2 separate regions of the Oryzias latipes genome follow, and region 2 is linked to region 1. A link is a contact called in public Hi-C data. All regions are on one chromosome and are shown on one strand. The core of a region is the stretch at or near the end of the contact, and the rest is flanking DNA. Distances in the headings are between cores, read along the strand shown.

Evidence for each region. Hi-C and Micro-C count contacts between places; a contact is called where the count stands out from the background.
Region 2: a contact with region 1 is called in a Hi-C map of embryo, with 2.7 times the contacts expected there. The contact joins the promoter of LOC101167011 here to the promoter of marcks in region 1. A contact is called at or near these places in 2 of 5 Hi-C or Micro-C datasets (embryo and fibroblasts).

Annotation. Positions count from the first base shown.
Region 1 is chr24:21,624,966-21,630,335 of ASM223467v1, forward strand. It overlaps marcks (myristoylated alanine-rich C-kinase substrate), which reads right to left and starts at 3,219. Exons shown (of 3, transcript XM_023953101.1): 1 at 2,840-3,219; 2 at 1,762-2,262; 3 at 651-1,689. The coding sequence starts at 2,935. The coding sequence ends at 1,489.
Region 2 is chr24:21,841,806-21,847,175 of ASM223467v1, forward strand. It overlaps LOC101167011 (tyrosine-protein kinase Fyn), which reads left to right and starts at 2,881. Exons shown (of 12, transcript XM_023953147.1): 1 at 2,881-2,980.

The sequences.
Region 1 (5,370 bases), core at 1,969-4,468:
TTTTTTTATAAATTTCAAATATAATTTAAGTCTATGGGGATTCCACTTTTTCTTCACTGTTTTTGAAATGTATCTCCTCCTAAAATATCAGAGTAACTGACACCATTCAAACTTTAAAAGGTAGTGGAGGGATTGGGCTGTACAAGTGTTTAGTTTTGGATATTTCAAACAGCTTTTGAACTACAGCCGTTTGAAATGAGACATTTTTGACCCCTCATCATATTTTAGCATCAGTGTGCTCGGTTGGTTGGTTGGGTGTGGGACTGGCACGTGGGAAACCTGCGGTTGCTTTCCGGGGGGTGCAATGAGTTTCATCCAGTGTGGGTCCTCAGGGAAAGACCCTTCCAGCTACTCAACTATGTAGCCACAACGTCTCCCTGTGCCGGTCCCCAGCCCGGATTGTAATTAATAATTTTGTTAAAATAATGTATTTTGATGCCTTTTGCACTATATAAAGAAATGAAAAGTATCTTGTTGTTATATAGAATTTGCATAAAATAATTCATTTGCATTTAATGCCAAAGTTTGAATGTCAGGCTAGCCCTCACACATTTCCATCTCACCAAATCTGGCCCCCTATGCTAACCTTTTGGACCCCCCTGACATGGACCTTTCATTTGAGTGTGTGCAGAAAAAACAGGAGATGCAGCTCAAATTTTATTCAGATTTATTCCTTTTTTTTTTTGCTTTTAGTGAAAACCCAAACACCTGAAGCAGGAGGATGTAACATTCCACCTCTAAGCGGAATCTGTCAAAGCCTCTGCACTATTTACAAAAGAAGAGAAACAAAAAAAGTTACATGATGCTACAGCAACATTTGCATCCGACAGATCTGAGTCCAGTGGACAGAAAAGTCCCAGTCAGTCAGTGAGAGCTCCTCTCTGTGTGGCTGTTTGAGTGTCTCTGCTGGTATTTGACAGAAGAATGACGGCTGCAAACTTCGTAGCTCCTAGAGATCCAGATCTGTCTTTGTACAATAATCACAGTTAAAAACAAGGTTCCTATACATACTTACATTTTCATCAAAGTCAGAAAACCAACAATAAACAATAAACGCCTATTTGAATCACAGCCAATGAGAAGTGAGGAGTTCCTGTGGGCAGGTGTGCTGTCCTGCACAGCACTCTGGGCCACGTCCTGGACTCTGAAGGCTTAGTGTTGTGGATCCCGCAGAGTTTCTGTTCTTCCTCCATTGACAGCGGAAGGCCCGCCCGTTTCATCCCCGCCGGCGTGCCATTTCCAATGTTGTGTCAAAAAAGAAAAATTAATACTGATGCAAAAATGTGTGGCAAATGTGGAAGTTTTGGATCTGAAGCCGCCCGCCGTCCCGGCCCAAAGGACCGGGGTGGGTTTTGTAAGGTGGAGGAGAAATCAGAGATGAAGAGAAGAAAAAACTTTAAAACCTCCTGGTTTTCAGGTGAATTCTTTGACACAAACAGGGAAGTCTTTTCTGATTTTTGGGATAATTCCTTCTTCTTCTTTTGCCATTTATTGATCTGCCTCAGGCACAGAGGCTGGAGCTTCTGATGCTGCTTCCTGCGAGGGTTCCTCTGCTTTTGGTGCTTCCTCCTCTTTGGGACCCTCTTCTACTTTGGGGGGCTCCTCCACTTTGGGGGCCTCCTCCACTTTAGGAGCCTCCTCCACTTTGGGGGCCTCCTCTATTTTAGGAGCCTCCTCCACTTTGGGGGCCTCCTCTGCTTTGGGGGCCTCCTCCACTTTGGGGGCCTCCTCAACCTTTGGAGCCTCCTCTGCTTTGGGGGCCTCCTCAACACGTTTCTCCTCACTCTCTGGCTCATCTGCAGGCTTCTCCCTTTCAGCTGCCTCCTCCTTGGCAGGTTCTGTGCCCCCCTCTGCTGGCTTGTCCTCCGCAGGTTTTTCTTGGTTGTCAGTCTTGGTCCCCTCTGCAGATGCTCCTGCCGCCTCCTCCTCGTTTTCAGCACCGTCGCCTGTCTCCTTTTTGGTCTTTTTGAAGGAAAAGCCACTCAGCTTAAAAGACTTCTTGAAGGAAAATCGTTTCTTTTTCTTTTTCGGGGTCTCATTGCTGGTGGAGGGAGTTGCACTGTTGTCCGCCTTGGCTCCTGCCTCCCCCTCCGCCTTCTCCCCACCTGCAACCCCTGTCTCAGCAGGGGTGGCCTCTGCCTTCCCTGGCTCCTCTTTGGGGCTGTCTTCGGCCGGCGCAGCCCCGTTGGCCTGAGGCGCCTCTTTCCCCTCCTCTGCTGCAGCAGGAGAAGCGTCCCCGTTCACTCTGACGTGGCCGTTTTCCTAAAACAAAAGAGGAAACAGGATGAGATCGTCTCACGGCACGAGCAGTGCCACGGACGGACGGCAGGAGCAGTAGAGACCGGTGGATCATGAGCATCCACTAAAGCTGACCCCTCACTACTGAGTGCTGCACAATGCGGAGCCTGCGTGCCCAAACCCCCGCAGACTGGACAAACAAAGCCCCGACTCCCCGTCTGGTAGGAAAAAGCTCCGCGCGCTCCGTGCGCAGACGCGCTCTGCTGTCTGTGACGCACGGACCGCCGCGCGGCTACATCCACACTTTCTGCTCAGGTGAAGAGACAAAAAGCAGCCGCGCGGAGGCTCCAGCCAGACCCAGCAAAGCTGCAGAACCTGCACCGGTACTGGAACGGGCGCAGAACCGCGAGCGGAGCTGCTGCAGGCGGCTTTGGATCCAAGCGGAATCAACTGTTGCGCATTCAGAGCACAAAACGCATCGAATGGAGGCAGAGCGCAGCGCCGCCACACAACAGAGCCCCCCTCCCACTCACCCCTCCTCCACCTAACACACACCACCCCCCACATAGATGCAGAGATGAGCCGAAAAATCTTCCTCTACCTGTCCGTTGGCCTTGGAGGGGGACGCAGCAGCCTCTCCGGCTTTCTCCACTCCCGTCTCCACGCCCCCGGGGGTCTTGGACTCTTGCGCTCCCATAACTTTCGGCTCCAACCAGGAGATCCACGGGACAAAAAGACTCGCGAGCCTCTCTTTCTTTATTGAAATGCAAAGCTCCGCGCTGCCGCCTCCCCCCGCGCTGGCGTCTGTCTTCCCGAACACAGAGAAAGTTCAGAGGAAAACCAAAGCAGAGTCCAGCTGGAGTGGCGGGAAGCTTCAGGCTGAGTCAGCGGGACACCGAAAATCCCCGTCGGGCTCCGCGGCGCTGCAAACGGGCTGCAGAGGCAGGAATTCCGCTCGTCAAAAGATGCGGAGTCCAACGCCCAAGAGAGGAGATGAATGAGCGCGGCGAGCGAGGACGCGGCTCAGCCAATCACAGCCGCCGCAGGGCGCCGGGGCGGAGCTTAAGCAAGGGTTGTTGTGCTGCGTTTACTGACCGTTGGAAAACGCGATGTTTTTAACCCGTTTGCCCCTAATGACCTGGAACCCGTTAATCCGGTTTTGAAGCAACTCTGAAGTTCGGCTGAAGTTAAAATCGGTTGATCAGAGACTGAGTTTCGACAAAAAAAAGGCTTGTGCTTCATTAGACCCCCCCCCCCAACTTTGAACAAGAAGTTTATTTTAGAAGTATACTTGATTATAAGTATACATATACGTAAATATAGCAAGTAGGCCAATAGTATATATAGACCACATATGTGGAATATGTTCTAATTGAAGACTTTTTCAGACAAAGTTTGAACAAAGTATACTGCCTAGTTTACAACATAGACTAAGTATAGTTGTAGTATACTTCTACTTTTTGCTAAGAGAAGCTGAACTTTACTAGTTACCTTATTCAGTGATGGTTTTTATACACTAGCTTCAAACACACAAAGTTTATCTGATTAAGATGGGATGTTAACACACAAATGCGAGAAGAAAAATAACACATTTATTTTTATCTTGTAATTATGTTTATTTAGACAGAGTAAGAAAAAAAATCTTATTTTCAATTTTGGCAAAAGGCTCAACCTTTGGAGAAGGAAAAATGAAAAGAGTCACAGAAGACAAATAGAGAGAACGACAGCGTTAAAATCACTGAAGAGATTCTGAATTTGTTTTCCGCATATTTTTATTGTGCTGTCATACCTTCTTTTTCATCACTAGCGGTCTGCTTTGCTCCTCAGCTACCTGTTTTTCCAGGTGTTTCCACACAGGTGTGTTAATCAAGATGAGCAAACTCCAGAGCGTTTGCTCGTCCAAATCTTCATACCTGCACTTTTCTGCTTAACTGCACCAGAGAAAAATCCCAGTCCTGCTGTAAAGATTTATGATCAAATGATTTATAGTTTCTCTCTTTTGAAAGACAACAGTCGAAGCATTTCACAGCTTCCTTAGACACAGCAAGAAAACACGAAACCTTTTGTGTCAGTTTACCTGTTCTCACTTCCTGATGGGGAAACAACACTTCACCAGGTGGCTGGGGGTGGGGGGTTCCACTCCTGAAAATGGGTTAAGGGTTGGAGTAGTTATGTAATGATCTGCCTGTATATGCTGCTTCATGTTGTTTCTATTGCCTGGATTTGAGGAAACGTAAACTTATGGAGACAAAGAAGAAATAGATGAAAGTGCAGTCGATGGGGCATTTGTGGAACTTTTCCAACAACTGCAGCTTCTGTCTCTGGCTCAGGGTGTGCAGGTTGATTGGTGGGGGCGGAGAGGAAAACCTGCTTCTGCCTTGTTGACGACTAAATGTACCCTGTGTGGGTTTTCAAACTGGTTTCTCAGCCCCACATTTGCGATGCAAATGCATGGAAGAGAAATGTAGCCGTCCTCATCTCACAAAGTTCAGAGCTATCAGAGCTGATCTGCACAGGTGGACTTCCTGGAGAAGTTTCAGATTGCTGATAGGAAATGTTATCAAGTTCAATGCAAAGCAGCATAATGGTGCTGTCCTCACCTGCATGATGACCACTAAGAGGATTTGCCAGCTGAACAAACCTTTCTCAGCTGCCTGCTGCTATTATGCACAAGATGCTCTCAAATGTAACAATAAATAGTGAAACTGACTCAAAATAATGAATCAAATACCAGTTTGATTTAGCAAAAACTTAACATTCCCTCAAACCTTTTTCTATGATCAGTTATGTTCAAGAGAAACTAAAGAAAAAAATCAACCTCCTGCTTGAAAAAAACCCAACAAGAGTTTCTCCCTTTTACCTAACTGTTAAATGTGAACAAATAATGATGAGACCTGACAGTAGATGCTGCTTTTGTTATTCTGGACTGAAAACAGAAGTTGTTACTTTTGCAGAAACAAAACTAAACCACGCAGAATCAAAACAGTTCAGCGGAACAAGCCATTCGCTCAAAAGCCGACGTTCCTCATCACGGACCAGAAGATGCTCTTTAGAAGCATCATTAAATGTTTTACCAAACCAAACAATCAAACACTAAAATATAAGTAATTTTAATTTAGGTAACATGACTTA
Region 2 (5,370 bases), core at 1,631-4,130, 220 kb after region 1:
AGTTAAAGTATACCAAAAACCTGGAAAAAAAGACTTCATAAAATGTTGACACCCGCATCATAATGAACCAGCTAAAAATACGAAATGATCCTTAACAGCAGATCATTTCAAATTCCGTCACCAAAAAGTATGAGCAGTCAACGTGATTAGTTTAACCCGTGTGCTATCTTAGATGACCCCCCTTCCATTGACATGTTCTCCCTACCATGACAAAGGTGGATAATGGTGGAAAGATTTCATGTAATCCATGGACACCAGTGAAGATCACAAATCATTGAAGAAAAAAGGTTCAGAGCACTGTCTAGTGGGTCTAGATGACCCAACTCCCAATGTTAAAGTGCCTAAGATAGAACAAGGGTTAAACACAAGCTTGCACCAGGGTGTTCCCTGAATGCTCACAATTTATGGGTTAATAAAAAATTACAACCTTCTTATGGCCTTGGATGGTGCAAAATTATTACCTGCAAAGATTGCAAAACAACCCCCCCCCTGCATAGTTTAAAGCTTGTTGACTCCTGCCTCTTTGAACAATCAACTGAAAAGCATTGAACATGTTTTGATTGGGACAGGTTTCTTTGGAAGTGTTTCCAATGTCATGTAAAGTGACGACAGCATTATAAGTCATGTATGGCATTTTCTAAACTAGAATTCATTTAGATCAGGACACTGAATGAGCTCGTCCACCCCTTCTAGGTTGTCAATCTTTTTTGTTGTACAGATAAAAACAAGTATAAACAAAATGAATTTTTATAATACAATAATACAATACACCCCTTTGTGATTACTACAGCACACTATGCCACACCAACTCTGAGCCATGGTTGTAGTATATTGAAAGTCTACAACTAATTAGTCTATTGAGGTTCACCTGAGAAAAGTTATTTATGAACATTTTCATAGAGGCAAAATATTTTAATCTGATTTCACAAAATGTTTGACATGTTCAACAAATTTTTTAGCAATGATGTAAGAAACGAAAGGAAGAGGAATAGTTGTATGAACAATAAAAATTCAGTCTGAAAGAATAGTTCATTTAGACAGACATGATAAAAACACACGTGGAATGATCATAGCCAGTCTAAATGATTTTGCAGAGATTTCTACTTATTCAGTTCTCCAAAGGCATAAATTACTGAATGAGGTGAAAATCCAACTGACACTCGGTTGCACCCAAAACGACCACATATTTGTGGAGGTCACACTAACTGTTGTTTAATTCTGTTGTGAGAAAAAACTGTAAACATTGCTATTTGTCAATATGTTTCATAAAGTATATAAGAAAAACAATTCAAAGTAGAGAAGTTTGTGGTTAAAACTGTCTATCCTTCAGCTAAGCTAATGATAGCATTCAGGTAGAATCTCTTTGATTTTCTGTCTTCATTGAGGTCATCTGTGAAAACAGAACTCTTGTTGTGTAGAGACCTATTACAACGTTCTCACTCTCCTGCTAAACAAAACACAAAACAAAGAAGTACAACTTCTGCTTTGGAGAACAATAACTTTGGCTTCTGGCATGGAGTGGTGTCAGGATGCTGGTAAATGAATCCAGAGATGCACAGAACTAAAGCAAAAACGGTTTAAATTAAATTACAGATGTTCCATGAGTACTCCATGCTCCACCAGGGGTGTCAGGCAGACTGAGAATTGAGAATGGTTATTTCCATGTAGCGAGATTGATTGATTGATTGATTGATTGATTGATTGATTGATTGATTGGTTGATTGATTGATTGATTGATTGATTGATTGATTGATTGATTGATTGATTGATTGATTGATTGATTGATTGATTGATTGATTGATTGATTGGTTGATTGAGTTTACCGCCCCATAGCGTAATACCCTTATATGCCGGTGGGAGGCAGCAGATGACTGATTGATCCTAACAGGCTGTAATTTACACTGATGGAGAACCAGACAAAAATAAATGAGAGCTGTCATCGCTAAATGAAACATTAATGCTGCCTGTAAAGAAGTTGCAAAGGAGATGCTCGGCCCTGACAGCTTAGTTCTCTCTCAGATAGCTCCAGTTTTATGACAGGTTCATGTCATGTCTGCAAACATCAACTCTTGTTTTGGAGAAGTTTCACAATAGTCAAAAATTTGCATTGCAGTTAGATGAATCTGGTACATGAGACGGTGGGAAGGCCCTGGTTCAAATCCTATCTGGGTTCTTCCTGTGTGGAGTTTGCATGTTCTCCATGTGCGTGGATGGGTTTTCTCCAAGTACCCTGGCGTCCTCCTACAGTCCAAACCCCTGCTTTATAGGTTCAATGGGTTATAGGTTACTCCAAGGTGTCCCTGTGTGTGGGAGTGCCTGTGTGCCCTGCGACAGACAGGGTGTGCCGCCCCCTTTCCCAACAGCAGCCAGGACTTCCTCCTGCAACCTTGTGACCCCAGGGATACAGTGGATTGAGATACAGTGCGGATACAAGGGATACCGTGGATTAAGAAGATGGGTGGATGGAAGATCTGATATGATGTTTGTTGAGCAGTGAGGTACTGGCTCATCCGTATGACGCACAGGGAACTGGAAAGTATTTCTAACAAATGAGAGGTCTGATTACTCACAGTATAGCTGTATAGTATAGTATAGTATAGTATAGCTGATGAGTGCTGTACAAAGCAGGCCAAAGTTTCACACTAATTGTTATTCGACATTTAGAAAGTATAATTTTTGTACACACTCGGTTCGGCCCTAGAGTGTTATTATGTGTGATTTTAGTCTGTGGTGTGCTCCAGTAGTTTATCAGCGTAAAAACGGTGCCTTGGCTGAACAAAAGTTATAAAACACTGCCTTAGTGATTCTCTACTGACTTCACTTCAAGTTTGAATAGGAGTTCAGAAATCCTGGAGCTCCTGAAGGCAGCAGCAGCCTCATTATGCGGGTCTCGTCACACCGTCACGCAGAGCGCCGCGCGCCTCTTAGTTCCGCGCAGCAGCATCTTCTCGGCGCGTGGGACCCAGAGCCGCGCCCACCGGTAAGTGTCTCCGTCCTCTGCCGCCGTCACGCCCGCCGCTTGTTGCACGTGCTGCTGCTGCGCTCCGGGGTTTTAACGCATGCGCCTTTGAGCTGGTTCCCGTGATGTTCAGCGGAGTCAGATGCGTCCAGAGGAGCCTGGCAGTGCGTCTGCGCCTCTGGAGGACTCTGCTGCCGCGCTACAGGAAGGATCGGCTGGGGGTTCGACCTCGGAGCCTTGAACGCATCATCCCATTAGTTTTGTGTTGAATCATTGCAGACCTTTCATCAGAAACTGTCAGATCTGAACTGGTTCGGTAAGACTTCCAGCTTTTGCATCATGGGACAGGCTGGGGGAAAGTCTCAGTTTTACTAAACTCAGTCTGCAGCAAACTTCAAGCTTTCAGCAAAGTCTGAAGGATGTGGTTCACATAGTTGTTGTTGGTTCATGCTGAGAGCACCAGCTCTGAGCTCTGAGAGCCATGGTGGTCCAGCTGGTCCAGAGAAAACTCAGAAGTAGAACCTGCTGCTGAAACTTGAACTGAAGTCAGACTTCAAGCATACTCTGCATCTTCTGTCATCTGGTTTCCTCTGCTCACAGTTCACCACAGCTGTCAAATTCTGTTATTGCGGGGGAAACGGCTCTAGGTAATGAATTGTTGGCCAGTTTTTTTTTATCTTGAACTGTGAGTAAATTCATTTGAACTCACATGAACTGAAACTCACAAAGGTTACACTAAGCATCTTCCTGTACGAGAAAATCAAAATAAGAGAGACTTGGGTAACTATTGGATATGGGTCTTTGGATGAATTTACAATTAGTATTAATATTGACTTCTTTCAAAACACTCAAAAACTGTTCACAGAATGGATAATAATTGAAACGTATAAACCTTGTGCTATCCTAGGCACTTTAACATTGGGAGTTGGGTCATCTAGACCCACTAGACAGTGCTCTGAACCTTTTTTCTTCAATGATTTGTGATATTCACTGGTGTCCATGGATTACATGAAATCTTTCCACCTTTATCCACCTTTGTCATGGTAGGGAGAACACCTCAATGGAAGGGTGGGGTCACCGGGACCCCATAGGATAGCACATGGGTCAAAGGGGACGAGGAAGCAGATGTCAGCGTTTTATAAAGTTTACCCCAGAAATCAATGAATCACAAAAACATACTTTAACTTGTTGCTAAAGGCAAAGCGCAGCAGAGCATGGCTGCAGGGAAGAGTGGCGTCCCTCCATAACCAGACATTTAAATAGGCTGAGGACAATTAACAGAAATGAAAACTTACTAACATGAACCTGGAGTGACTGAAAACATGATCACATTATTTTCTTTTGTACCCAGATTCTTGTATTACAGGGGTTCTGATCTGCCGCTTTTGTCTTTGCGGTTTCAACAGTAGTCAAGGAGTCTGTTTTTGTTGTTGCTTTTTGTCAGACGTCTGAGCACGGCGCATCAATTCAACACAGCAGATCGTTCAGGGAGTTTGGTACTAAGCACAGAATTAAACACCAGCTGGATTTTCTACAAGTGGGTTGATTGTTGCTTTAGTTTACTCAGCAGTGGCCAATAAAGTAATGCTTTAATAATTTTTTTACACGTCCTTGACGTTTATTTATTACATGTCCTCACTTTCCATTCGATAGGCAATGTAGGACGGTTATGGTGCATCGGAAAATCGCAGGTTGGGTTTCCGCTCTGCCCGTCCAAGTGTCCTTGGGCAAGACACTGAACCACATGTTGCTCCTGGTGGTTACAGGTTGACACCAGTGTTAGGCAGTGGAGCCGCCATCATTGTGTGTTCATGGGTGAATGGGACTGAGACTGTACAGCACTTTGGGCCTTTAAGAGGGCAGTACAGGGCTGTATAAGTATTTACCATTTACTTTGTGTTTGTGTGTCATTTATTCAGTGTTCAGTTCTGACATAAAGCTGTGCTCAAAACACAGAATAAGGAAGGAAATCTGTGCTTTTTGTGATCTTGATGTAAAACCAACAGATTATTCATTTTATGAATGCATATATACATTTTTGTTGGTGTTGAATATAATTTCCTTTTAATACTGTTAATGTTGTTTCTGAAAACACAAGACAGTATTAAAAAAACAGACACAAGAGCCCAAACAGTCAACAGTCCAACAGCTCTGGGGATGCCTGTCCAACCTCCGATTTTATTTAGAATTGGTTGCCTTGGTTACAAAAAAGAATAATGAATCTAAGAGATGCAAGGTCAGTAGTTAACAAAACACTCGTATAAACTTCTTACTGCAGACATGGGAGTGCTGGTTCACAGGTCTTGCTTATCAGTTTGAATCCCAAACTACCTCTTTTTTCTTAAACATCTTCCTCCTTCCTCCAGATTATTCAACTCATTTTTATTTAAATAGCCCAAAATCACAACAAC